3 separate regions of the Rattus norvegicus genome follow, and all the other regions are linked to region 2. A link is a contact called in public Hi-C data. All regions are on one chromosome and are shown on one strand. The core of a region is the stretch at or near the end of the contact, and the rest is flanking DNA. Distances in the headings are between cores, read along the strand shown. Region 1 overlaps LOC134484123 (a long non-coding RNA gene). Region 2 has its middle 54 kb from the start of Bcor. Region 3 has its middle 24 kb from the start of Rpl37al2.

What was found. Hi-C and Micro-C count contacts between places; a contact is called where the count stands out from the background.
Region 1: a Hi-C map of hepatocytes shows a contact between it and region 2, with 2.4 times the contacts expected there. The contact joins two enhancer-like sites. A contact is called at or near these places in 2 of 12 Hi-C or Micro-C datasets (hepatocytes and liver).
Region 3: a contact with region 2 is called in a Hi-C map of liver, with 5 times the contacts expected there. The contact joins two enhancer-like sites. A contact is called at or near these places in 6 of 12 Hi-C or Micro-C datasets (hepatocytes, kidney, liver and 3 more).

The regions. Positions count from the first base shown.
Region 1 is chrX:13,114,963-13,119,264 of GRCr8, forward strand. The region is part of intron 1 of LOC134484123 (a long non-coding RNA gene); the gene reads right to left. It also overlaps the pseudogene Trmt112-ps3. Among named protein-coding and RNA genes, the nearest start is that of Atp6ap2, 230 kb to the left of the region's middle. Within about 2 kb of position 1,864, at least 5 of the 93 cell types and tissues checked have an H3K27ac peak or open chromatin away from gene starts, as enhancers often do. A contact at or near this core is called in hepatocytes, where this site is marked.
Region 2 is chrX:13,304,823-13,308,707 of GRCr8, forward strand. It overlaps a transcript of Bcor not described here. Among named protein-coding and RNA genes, the nearest start is that of Bcor, 54 kb to the right of the region's middle. Within about 2 kb of position 2,144, at least 30 of the 93 cell types and tissues checked have an H3K27ac peak or open chromatin away from gene starts, as enhancers often do. A contact at or near this core is called in hepatocytes and liver, where this site is marked.
Region 3 is chrX:13,435,866-13,439,925 of GRCr8, forward strand. No RefSeq gene overlaps it. Among named protein-coding and RNA genes, the nearest start is that of Rpl37al2, 24 kb to the right of the region's middle. Within about 2 kb of position 2,391, at least 46 of the 93 cell types and tissues checked have an H3K27ac peak or open chromatin away from gene starts, as enhancers often do. A contact at or near this core is called in liver, where this site is marked.

The DNA.
Region 1 (4,302 bases), core at 614-3,113, 190 kb before region 2:
AATGTACAGATGTCTGCATACCACACCCAGAGATTTGGAAGTCAGTGGTGTGGGAAGGGACGGTGCTTCAGAAGAATTTAAAACTCTCCCGAGAATCTACACGGAGTGGTCCTGAGACCCCTCAACAGGCTAGGGGATAGAAATTTATTTCCAAAGGATTGTTTCCGGGAGCTAAGGTGGCAATAGCATTCCTCACACATGAGCTGGCGTCAGAACCCCATAGAAGGCTTGTCACAGAGCTGGTCTTTGCAAACAGCAAGCCTGGGAGTTTGGCTTTTAGTAGCTGTTTGTTAGTTTGTTCCATGGTGGGAATTTTGCTCAGGACTATGGAGGATCTCAGAGTCTTGCACATCGTGGTAGGCAAGTGCTCTACCACTGAGCTACACCTCCAGTCCTGAAAATGTGTATTTCTTTTTTTTTTTTTTAAGATTTATTTTTTTCCGCTTTTGGTTTATATATTATGGAGCTCAAGTACACGGTGGTCGGTGAGTCATTGGGGGGAGTTTGGGGTCACACATGACACTTCTAGTTAACAGACCATACAACAGATACACACATGATCACAAAATACCAAAAAGGTAGCTAACAAGGTTACATCTCAGTCTCCTCATTATTCAATAGCATATTGGGGATCCCGCAGCTGATGGGGAAAAGATGACCAGATTCTGGGCTTTGCAGGGTGTCCTCGAGTACATCAACCTCAAGCAACATGCAGTGCATCTTCCTCAAAAACATCTCGTCCTGCTCATAGCCTTCAGTCAGTTCTTTGGGTACCTCGGCCAAGTTTAAGGTGTCCGTGGTGTCTGCTGCCTGCACAAGCGCTGCCTACTCCACTTTGGGGTTGAACTCCACAGGGTTGATGCGGACCTCGGTGGCCGAGGGAAGCCACTCGTGCCCACGCCCTGCACATGCGAGCTGAGGAGATTGTAGGTGAGCAGTTTCATGTTGTCACACCGGAGCTCGGGACCTTATTTATTTAATTAATGTATGTGAGTACACTGTAGCTGTCCTCAGACACACCAGAAGAGGGCGACAGATCCCATTACAGATGGTTGTGAGCCACCATGTGGTTGCTGGGATTTGAACTCAGGACCTCTGGAAGAGCAGTCAGTGCTCTTAACCACTGAGCCACCTCTCCGGCCCGAAAATGTGTATTTCTAATGAGTTCCTTGGTGAAACAGATGGTCTGGAGACCTCACAGAGGAATGGTAGAGAGGATTCTTGGCTTCACCAAACTGGAGTCAGCCTCCTGAACCTTCTCCTCAGCCTATCTCTGTACTTGTTTATAAAATGGACTGAGAAACACCCCACCCTTTGGTCTGGAAGTGTAAGATAACCACAAAGCAGTGCCTAGGACACACAGGTCCCAGGCTCTATCCCTAACACGGGGGGCGGGGGGGTTTCCAACCTCGGTATCTTACATTCCTCAGTATCAGAAGGTACTCTCATTTTTTACCATTTCTCCAATGCTGTCTGATTACTCTGGACCATCATTAGCAAGAATCCTTTTAACTTTGTGTATCCAGATTCCCCCTTATGCCTGAAACCACCTCCTAGTTCTTTTCCGACCTCACTTCCTGCCGGTAAAGCCTACTTCCCCGTGGATCATTCAGACTTGAACCTAATTTGTCTCCACACTCTAAGACACCCCTGTACCCCATTGCCGAGGTCCCTGTAGGTACAGTAAGAGTTCTGAACACAAGCTTGGCCTAGTGAACTTTAATAGGGATCACTTTTTTTTTCTTTTCTCTTTTTCTTTTCTTTTTTTTTTTTTTGCCCTTTAACTCCACCTAACTCACATGATCTTCATGGCAGGCCTCTGAGGTCATCATCCAGGCCTGGGTTACAGAAAGTGAGGCACAGGGCAGTTAATTGTTGGCCTGAAGTAACCTAGCTAGTGATGACTGTTGAGGGTGGAGTTAGCTCCAGGGCCCCAATTCTCTGCCAGGTGCAGTTCAGTTTAAGAATGAGAGTTTGTTCTAAGAACTACCTGGAGCTCTTTCTTCTGCCAGAGCCTTTCTCCCAGCGAGCGATATCATCAAAACTATGCAGGGGAAGGCACCAGAAAGTCTTGCATTCCTGTTCCTGTTCCTCTAGGACATGTCCCCCAGCTGCTCAGGGCCTGCTGGTTTTCCTTAAAGAGTCACCTCCAAGCCTTTCCCTTAAGCATTGACATTCCTTCCTGGACCTTCAAAAGAGCTGTCATCTTTGTTTCTCACAGCACACAGTCCCTCCCAGGGTCACCTGCCTTTAACACCAGGTCCTGACAAAGTGATAAGACCTCTGAGATGACGAAGCATTAATGCCAGAGCCCCGATGATTCATCCATCCACTCCTACGGCCTTTCTGCTAAGATCTATGAAACATTTTTGAGGTTGGAGATTGAACTGCAGACAGTCTTTGTGCATAATTTTAAAAATAATATTACAAGCTATATGCACTCGGCAGAAATAGTACTTTAGATGTCTAACTAGGGGGCTTAGGGTTTTTCTTAGGACAAAGTCTCATTATATAGCCTAGGTTGGCCTCAAACTCTTGACAATTTCCTGCCATGGGAGTACTAGTTTATAGGCATATATGGCTACAGTGAGCTTCAATTGTTGAATTTGGACTTTCTGCCTTAAGAAAGTCCATAAGATCATCCATGGTTTCTCATAGACTAGGCTTTTTGTACAAGGATTTTGCCCAGCTCTAGGCTAATGTGTTAGGACAGGGTGGGCTGAGCTAGAATAGGCCGTAGGTAAGATGGTTTGTCAGTGTTATTTTTGTTGTTATGAGACAAGATCTGGTGTATCGCAGGCTTGCCTCGGACTCTTAAACTAACTGTGTAAGTGTACTAGTTAGATTTTGTCAACAAGGCACAAGCTAGAATCATCTGAAAAGATGAAACCACAACTGAAAAGAGACCTCCATGAAGATTGGCTGGTAACCAGTCTGTGGGGTCATTTTCTTAATTGGTGATTGATGTGAGAGAGCCCGATCCACTATTGGCAATGCCACCTAGACACCTGGACAGATGATCCTTGGTTATATATGACGGGAGCTGAGTAAACTGTGGGGAACAAGACAGTAGGCAGTGTTTCTACATGAGTTCAGCTTTGGTCCATACTTCCGGGTTCCTGCACTGACTTCCCTTCATTACAGATGATCAACTGGACAATTAAATGAACTCCTTTCTCCACAGGTTGCTTTTGATCATTGTGTCTATCACAGCAACAGAAAACCAACTAGAGCAGTAGCCAGCCTCGAACTTCTGATCCTCCAGCTCCTACCTCCCAATTGTTGAGATTAAAACATGACTCCATGCCTCATTTATACAGTGCTGGGACTCAAACTCAGGACTTTGATCATGTTAGTCAAGCAACTGAACTTTTTTAAAAAAAGATTTATTTTATGTGCATTGGTGTTTTGCCTCCATGTGTCTTTGAAGGTGCCAGATCCCCTGGAATTGTAGCTACAGGCAGTTAGAGTTGCTGTGGGGATGCTGGGAATTGAACCTAGATCCTCTGAAGAAGAGCAGCCAGTCCTCTTAACTGCTGAGCCATCTCACCAGCCCCTGCACTAAACTTTTAACTTGGACTATTTTCAATTTAGGTTGGCGTTACCTCAATGTAGCTCCATTATAAACTCAGGAATACCTGTGCAAGGAAATCATGGCTGCTTACCTCAAGGTAGCTTACCTAGAGGACTAGGAAACCAGGGAACACAAGCCCCAAATGACAGAGATCCCACCTGACTTCCTTCCTGTTACCTAGAGCAGAACCTAGAGCCTGGTAGCTGCTCAATAAGGATCTGCTGGATGGATGAATGAATGACTAAATGAATGAGTGGGTTGAAAGGGCAACCACCTAAGGAGAACCACCTTGTTCTCTCTTCCCAACAGAGCCTGGAACACTGTAGCCTGATGTGAATGATATGTCTATTTGGGGTTATAATTCAATCAACTATGATCATTCAACTACTAGACCCCATTTAAGAAGCACCCTTCAGTCTCTTCCGACCAGGGAGCCAGCCTCCGAGAAGGCTCCTTGGAAGTGTTCGTGGTCCCTCAGGAGGCAGTGTAAAAACACTGTACATGAAATGAACAGTGAAGTTGAAGAGAGGGAGGAGGAGGAAAAAGAGGAAGAGTAGGAGCAAGAGGAAAGTAGGGAGAGAGAGAAGGGAGAAAGAGGATTGGGGAAGAAGAGAAACAAGAAGAAAGAGGAGAGTTCATCCATTGTCTCCCCCAGAGCTTTCCTGGGTGTGGCTCTGTAAGTCCCTTAAGAGGAAATGCCTGAGTCCCACACCTGGCCTCGAGTTACC
Region 2 (3,885 bases), core at 894-3,393:
GACCGCACTGAGCGGAGCGGAGGACAATCATTTAAGTGACAGACGGCGAGGTGGCCCCGGCTCACTCGAGCGGCCTGGTTAAGCCCGCCCCTCCCCCAAGCTACTCCCCCAGCTTCGGGTGCACTGCGGGCCGTGGCCAGCTCTCCGGCGAGCGGGGAGGGCGCACCGTGCGCGCGTGTGAGTGTGAGTGCGTGTCTGCGATTATGGGCCGAAGGGTTAACCCTTTGCGGAGCGGCCGGGGCCCTTTGAAGCCGAGCGCTGAGGGCTTAATCTGCCATTTGCAAAAGGGGAATAAAGGGGCTGCCTTGTCCGACTATCCCTAACGGGTAAACTGTACCCTCTCAGCGTAACCCGGCACTGTCCCTGCTGCTGCCGAGGAAAGATCTCGACCCTTGGATCTTCTGCCATGGCGCTATGTAACCTCCCTGCGCTTTCCTCCTTTCCTCACAGAAACAAGGGACAGCGCAGGGACAGCGCAAAGCGTCCAAAAGCTTCGAGGTTCGCGATGCAGTGGACGTGGGTGTTCCTGGTGTTTTCTGTTTTGGAAACTGGAAAAAGGGGAGGTGGGCTCGCAGCGGGAAGGGCAGGTGGGGGAGGGGAGGGTGGTGACAGGGCACCTCGCGCTTCTCTCTCTCTCTCTCTCTCTCTCTCTCTCTCTCTCTCTCTCTCTCTCTCTCTCTCTCTCTCTCTCTGGAGAGATCGCCAGCTGCTCTCCAACAGGCAGCGCCCTGAAATCTATTTAAAGAGAGGGAAAGGGGAGGAGAACAAAGGGGGAGGAGGGGGGCGGCGAGAGAGCAGGGAGGATCCGCCGCTCCGCGGGCACATCAAGCGCTCACATCTGTACACTCCGCGATCGATGGGGAGAATGGATAATATTTGTCAGCTGCAGACCTTTCTCTTCCCGGTTCCCAGGAAGGGGAGGGGGCGAGGGAGGGGGAGGGGCAGGCAGACCAGGCGAGAGAGGCCGCGTCAAGGACAGCGCGCCTCCCGCAGCAGTCCCACGGAAACCTAGTGCCCAGAAAGCCGGCGAATTTTTTTCTCTTATTATCATTATTAATTATTTTTTATTATTCCACAGCAGCCAGCGAGCGTTCAGCCGCGCCCCTCCCCCGCTCGCCTGCCGCCTCCCTTTGTTGATTTTCAGCTGCGAGCGTGGCGGGCCCGAGCCACCGCCGCCGCTGAGCACGATTGCTCTTGCGCCCTGGGTCGCAGCTGTGGCCCAGGAAGTCAGGGCTCCGCCCCCGCCCCCGCCCCCAGCGGCGCGGCAGCTCCTGTCCACCAAGCGCGCGCGCACACACACACACACACACACACACACACACACACACACACACACACACACACACACACTCTCACACTCTCTCTCTCTCTCTCTCTCACACACACACACACACACACACACACACACACACACACACTCACACTTATCCGTGGCCAGTCGCTAGCTGCCTCAACCTGGAGCCAGCCGTGGGCCGCACACCGGCCTTCACCACCCCCTTCCTCGGCCGCGGCACTCTGATGCCGCCACCCTCACACATGGTCTTCATTTAGCACACTAGCGGCTTGCTTCCTCTCTGCTCTTCTCCTCGGGGCTTTTCAGAGCGAGGAGGGAGGTTTAGAGGAAGTTAAAAACCTTGCGAGCCCACGGGGAAGGGGGAAAACCCTCGTTCGCAGTCTGAGCTTCCGAGAGGCAGAGGGGAGCGTCCCACGGGGGATGGGACAGAGCCTAGGTGCCCTCCCTTTCCTTGAATGCTGGGAAGGCTAAGTGAGAGGTGGCAGTCAGGAGAAAGGTGGCAAATTTACCTCCATTCGTCTTTTTGCCTGTATCCCTTATATCGCTAAGCTAGTGGTACCCTCAGCTAGGTGGAGATAGGGATGGGGTTGGGTGGAGTGGGAGTTGAGGGGCCAGGCAGTCAACGAATGAGACCTAAGATATCTCAGACTGACCCAACCGTAATGGCTAGCTCACTGAACCTTTCCCTTTCACCCCAGGTTGAAAACCCAAAATGAATGACCCACCGATTGGCCTGGATCCACTGTGTTGCGGAAGATGGGGGTGGGGCGCTGTGCAGAGAGAGAGATTCGGGGTTTATTTGTACACCCTCATCCTCCTGCGATACCAAGCCAGCCAGAGGTGGCGTCCCTGACTGCTCTGCGGTCCTGGGCAGGGCAGGAAGCTGGCGCGGCCGCCGGCTGGGCAGGCACCACTTGGCCTAGCCGGCTGTTCGCTGGAACTCGCGAAGCACCAGCACGCCGAGTTGAGTTCCCGAGACTCCGGCCTGGTCACCCTGAGCGGTTTTCCTCCCACACTGTCTGTTGGCCTCTCTCGGAAGTCTCCCGATCTCCTCCCTCCATCTGCTTTTCCCTTCCTTGACCGATCTGGGAACTTCGAAATGCATTCAACCGCCCTTTCTGAGATTCGAAAAGTTTTGTGTTTCCCTGGGGGTTAGCAGCCTAATGCTTCCCGGGTTTCCCGGAACAAAGCAAGTATTCAGCGGGTAGGGGGGCAGGCTGAGTATCCCCTCCTAGCAGCACCTGGCGCCTGTGCAGGTTCAGAGCACTCTTTTTTGAATGCAGGTGTCCTGGTGTGAGGGTGGGGGGCTTTCTGTCCTCAGTTCCTGCCACAGAAATCTCTCGGGAAGCCCGAGAGGACACTTGTGTTTGGGTTAGGTTCTCACCCTGAGCTAGGAGGGCTCACACGCGGATGTTTACAGTGTGTCTGCAGCTGGAGATCACTTGCCCACACTTGACAGCGCCGGGCACCCTCGGGCTGCCAGGCCCTCGGGCACTTCGCCCGAGGCTTTCCGCAGCGCTGGGGCCAGTGTGGGCAAGGAAAGACGAGTGGTCGCTTCGAATTTTGAGTTTTTGCAGTCCATAGACACCCCACCACCACCACCACCACCACCACCACCACAACCATAACAACAGTCTGGATCCGGTAGTCTATCAAAGGAGTTTAGGGGAGGAGTGAAGCGATCACAGGGGGATTCAAAGCAGTCCTTGGGTTCCCCTCAGACAGCCTACCCCCACCCCACCCTATCCCCCAGTTCGGGGTGCACCCTGGACTCCACTGACGACTCAGAGGTGCCTCTCCCTCTGGACAGCGCTCCGCAGCTCCACCTGTCTTTGCTACCCTACGCGATAGACATCTCACCCCAAGCAAAGAGGGAGGGCTACGCTAACTGTGACTACGAGCGCCCCGGCCTTCTCGGCGGTACAGCTCGGCCTTAGATCCCGCTCCAGCTCTTCCCTTCTCCCCGGCCTGTGGCCCGCTCCAGGCGCCTCTAGCGCGGCCTGAAACTTGATCCCGTGTCGGAAGGACAGTATGTAAACACCAGGCGCGCTCCGAGAACCCGCGGGAGGGGCCGAGCGAGGGCGGCCGGGGCGAGCAGCTCCGAGGCCCCGCGCCCCCTCCTGCCTGCTCGCCCGGGGCGTGATCGGCAGGGCCGCTGCCTAGCTCTCTGCCTTCCCTGTTGGCTCAGCTAATTGGAGCCGCCGCCACTGTGGCGGCCTCTTGTTGAATTTTCTAGATCGCAACCGTTCAGTCGTGGCTGCCTGCGGCTCCCTTCCCCCTCCCACAGCTGTTATCAAGGCCAGCAACTTGTTGGTGATGGGGACAGTCCCTCCACTGACCCTGGCGTCAGACTTCGCATTCACTTCAACAGTTCTGGGAGTGGTGGTTTTTGTTTGGTGTGTGTGTGTGTGTGTGTGTGTGTGTGTGTGTGTGTGTGTGTGTGAGAGAGAGAGAGAGAGAGAGAGAGAGAGAGAGAGAGAGAGAGAGAGAGAGACAGAGACAGAGAGAGACAGAGAGAGAGACAGAGAGACAGAGACAGAGAGACAGAGAAAGAGACTGGGACTCTTGGTGGAAGTGTGAGGATTCCCGCC
Region 3 (4,060 bases), core at 1,141-3,640, 130 kb after region 2:
AGTAACTGGCAGCTTCCATTTCCTCTCTCTTGGGATGCTCTGCTCTTGGCACACAGCCACCATGCTGTAAGGAAGCCCAAGCCACCCCGTGGTGCAGCCCACATGGAGGAGAAGCACAGCCAGCTTGGCCTTGCCAGCTCTGGGTGTGCACCATCCTGAAAGTGGATCTCAGCGGAGCTACCGTGACCCACACAACACACAGCATGGTCAGGCCCCACACTAGATTTTTGAGCCAAATAAATGACCACTAACCCCAGGGTAGCTTAGCTTAGTAATAAGTAACAAGGTAACTCAGACATAGCAGACTGCACAAATCTTAAATGTTCTTTTTATATGTTTATAAAACCATGTAATTGCTAACTAGGTTGCATAGAGAAGGTCTGCATCTCTCTAAGACAGTTCTCTAGATAAATAGTACCTGAACTCTGAGTCTACTGCCTAACATTTATTATTATTTTTTTTTCAGAGATGTTTCCAAACTTAACTGAATGAAAAATACTCTCTTCAGCATCCTTGGATGAAGTCAGCACTGGCTCTGGTGTGTAGGCCAGGAGAGTGGAAGGTCGGTGGAAGACAAGCAGACTTCAATCTGTAAGCACTGGGAAGTAGGCTGGCAGGAAAAAACTGATCTGCTCTTAAATCTGTCAGCAAAGTCGCCTTGTAAAAACCAAGCGCAAGAGCCAAGCACAAGAGCGTGGGGTGCTCTCTTAGTACCTGTGATCTACCTGTGGTCAGTAGCACCCCGAGGCCTAACTTGTCCCCATCCCAAACAACAGAGGCCGGTAGAGGCTTCGGGGGTGGGGTGGGGTGAATCTTGAAACTGGGTGGAGAGAGGACCCCTCCCTCTCTTCCCAATCTGGTTCACCAATTGCTTTATTCCAAACTGTGCGCTGATTTCCATTAATCACACTTGGCCCTAATTACCCTGGAGCAACCATTCTTCCCCTGGCCTGGAGCTGGAATTTTAAGGGGCGACTGACAAAGCAGGTCCGGGGGTCCGAACAATAGTGGTAGCTTCAGGAAAAGGCTGGTGAGGTGTCATCCATCCCCAGTCCTTTCCTTCTAGACTGTGGAAGTTCCAGGCCTGCTGGTGATCTCCCCAGGTAGGAACCCGAGTTCCTCCACTAAATAGATTTTCCTTTTGTTGTCACATTAATTTGCAACTCATTAATAGTGACAGAAGTGAGGTACTGCAACGATGTCATTTGCATATTCATGAGTGACTTATTATTAAACAAATAAGATTTTCCTATCTTCGCAGCACCCAAAGTAAGGCTGAACAGTACATTACACCGGCCCCGTGCTTTATTCTCTCTTTAATATGTTAATAGATGCAGTTGATTTCTTTAAGTAAATACGCATCTATAAAACAACACGTACTTTATAAAAAAGAAATTTAAATAATAATCCATTAGCAAAGTTGGCAACAATTTAAGAGGAACAACCCATTAATACTAACGCGTGGGAATCAATTTTTAACTCGGGTGGTGGGTTGGGACGATTGAGGGGGAGGACCTGCAAGTGTTGTGTGAGCTTCAAAAAAAAAAAACAAAAAACATTTTAGTGAGTTTCAGGAGACAAGGACTGAGATCCTTTACATCTTTCGGGCGCCGGCTCCCGGTAGGTGGAAAGCTGTCCGAGTCTTCACCTCCACATCTGCGTTTTCCCTGCGTCCTCTGAGATCCGAGCAGTGGGCTGACATCTAGCACGTGGCTTTTCACCGGGCCCCTAGGCTGCCCTAGCAGCACAGGGTTAAGCGGGGTGGGGGTGGGGCAAGGCCTGGCGTCCAGGAGCTTCTCCCACCCTGGCCGAGGCTGGGGCTCTCCCCCTCCTGTCCTCCATCCCCGGGCACCGGCTTCATCACAGCCGATTCTTTCCAGCTGGGGTCAGGGTGGCCTCCCCCCGCGGTGTCGCGGAGCTCAGGGCCAACCGCGCACTCTTATCTCGGCCGAGTCAGACACTCGCCGCGCGGAATCTGTTGACATTTACTATTGTTCGCAGGAGTCCCGAGCGCCGGGCGGGAGCGGGAGGGGCGAGGCGAGGGAGGGCGGCAAGTGTGAGGCCAGCGCTCCACGTGTGTGTGCGCGCGCGCGTGCTCGCCGAGGAGGTGGGGAGGGCCGTCTTCTTGGAAAATAAAAGTGGCCGGCGGGCCCGGAAGCTTCCAAGCCGGCTGAGCAGCCCACGCCGGGAATTGAAGTGGTGGCGCGCGGGGGTGGGGTGGGGGGAGGTGGGTGCAGGAAGGAAGACCGGGCAGCGGGCCGTGGGCACCGCGGGGGAGGGGTGGGGACGGCTCCAGCCGCACGGCCCCCAGTGACCCACAGGACACAAGTGCATTTGTGCCTAGCCGTGGTAGGGATTAAAGTGCCATACGGCCCGAGCGAGGGGGGTGAGGCGGGTAGAAAACAACCCGCGCGCACAAAGCGCGCATTGTTCCAGCCACCTCCATTATGCCGCGCTGCAGCCAAGAGCCTGTTTCGCAACTGCCGTCCCGGCGATCGGGCGCGCGCGCGCGTACACACACACACACACACACACACACACACACACACACACACACACACACACACACACACACACACACACACACACACACACACACACAATCTACCTCCCTGGCCAAGGCACTGAGTGCGTGACTGGAAAGGGCTGCCGGGGCAGGGCTGTGAGTAATGGGGACTCGCGGGTATCTTGAAGAGCTCGGTTGAGCTCTTTAAGGGTTTTCGTCCTCGTCTTCTCGGCACTTTTCGTTTTTCTGGCTCCTGCCCCGAGCGCACCCCGGAGCGAGGAACTTCCCCTGGGGAGGAGGCGACGGCGGGGGTGTGAAGTGGAGAGGGCGCGCTCTCAACCGCTGTCACCCGCGGATCGCAGCCCCAGGCGCACAGCGCTTGCTTGCTCTGCTGAAGACACGTGCGCAGAAGGAACGGGGACAGCATCCTTGCTTTCCAAGGAGAGGCTCCCGGAGCACCCACTCCAAGGCTTCCTGGCACTCGGGGACTTCCCCGTGTCGGGAGCGGAAGCTGTGGAATCCCGCACAGCGCTGCTTGGCCTGCTGGTGCGTGCCTGCCAAGTGGGCCAGCTCAGTCTTCTTTACACTAACCACGCAGGGCCCAGGCCCTGGCCTCCACCCGCTGTGGCATTAAGCTCCCCGTTTAGGCACACTGAGAGGGAATTTAAGCCTTGGCAGCATCAGAAGGTTCCGTCTTTAGGTGCAGAGTAGGGGGAGGATTAGAAGCCACCCCACTTTCCAGAACCCTTGCTGAGCCCTCTTGTAGGCAGGTGGGGACCGAAGGCGCTCAGGCTCCGCAAGCTAGCGAAGTCTGGTTTCCTTTACGTTTTACAAGCTATAAATAAACTTCCCCTTGGGCGGATGAGCGCTGCGTCCAAGGGCGGCTTCTCGCCGAATCCGGCGGGCGGTTTACGATCTGGGCCAGGAGCTGGTCTTAACGCGGCCTGAGCCCAGGGTGGGGCGATGGCTCAGGGAAAGCTCAGAGGTCGTCCAGGAGTGGTCGAATGACCCTCCTCTTCCCCGCCGGGCTGAGGCGCCTCAGCTTTGAGGCCTGGGGGTGGAGCTGGTTGATTTATGAGCCGTCACCCCACCCCGCCCCTCCCGTTTCACTTGTTTTCCTCATCTTCTCTAGCTCTAGCCATGTTCCCAAAGCCTCACCCCGCAACCATGCCCAGTGAGGATTTGGCAACATCGGGCGGCTAGAGCACTGGCCGGGGGCCCCGGGCGAGCAACGGGGTGCAAAGGGTACGAGTGAAGCCTTTGGTGTTTTTTCACCCCCCTGTACCTTAGGCAGCCTAGCAGGACAAAGCTGGGTGGCCAAAGCCTGAGAGGCTGAGATGAAGGGCTGGCCTCTAGGGGTGGGGCAATCCCAAGCCTTTGGGGTAGATTCCTGACTTTCTCAAGGTCATCGGGCTGGGGGACTAGGACCATTGGCTCATACCAGAGCAGTAGCCAGGGCACCAGTTAACACCTTGCCAAAGGTCTTCATATCACCTCATCTTTAAGGCTGTTACGTTTCCTAAGGAGGTAGAGACGCAGCAGCCATAAAAGACA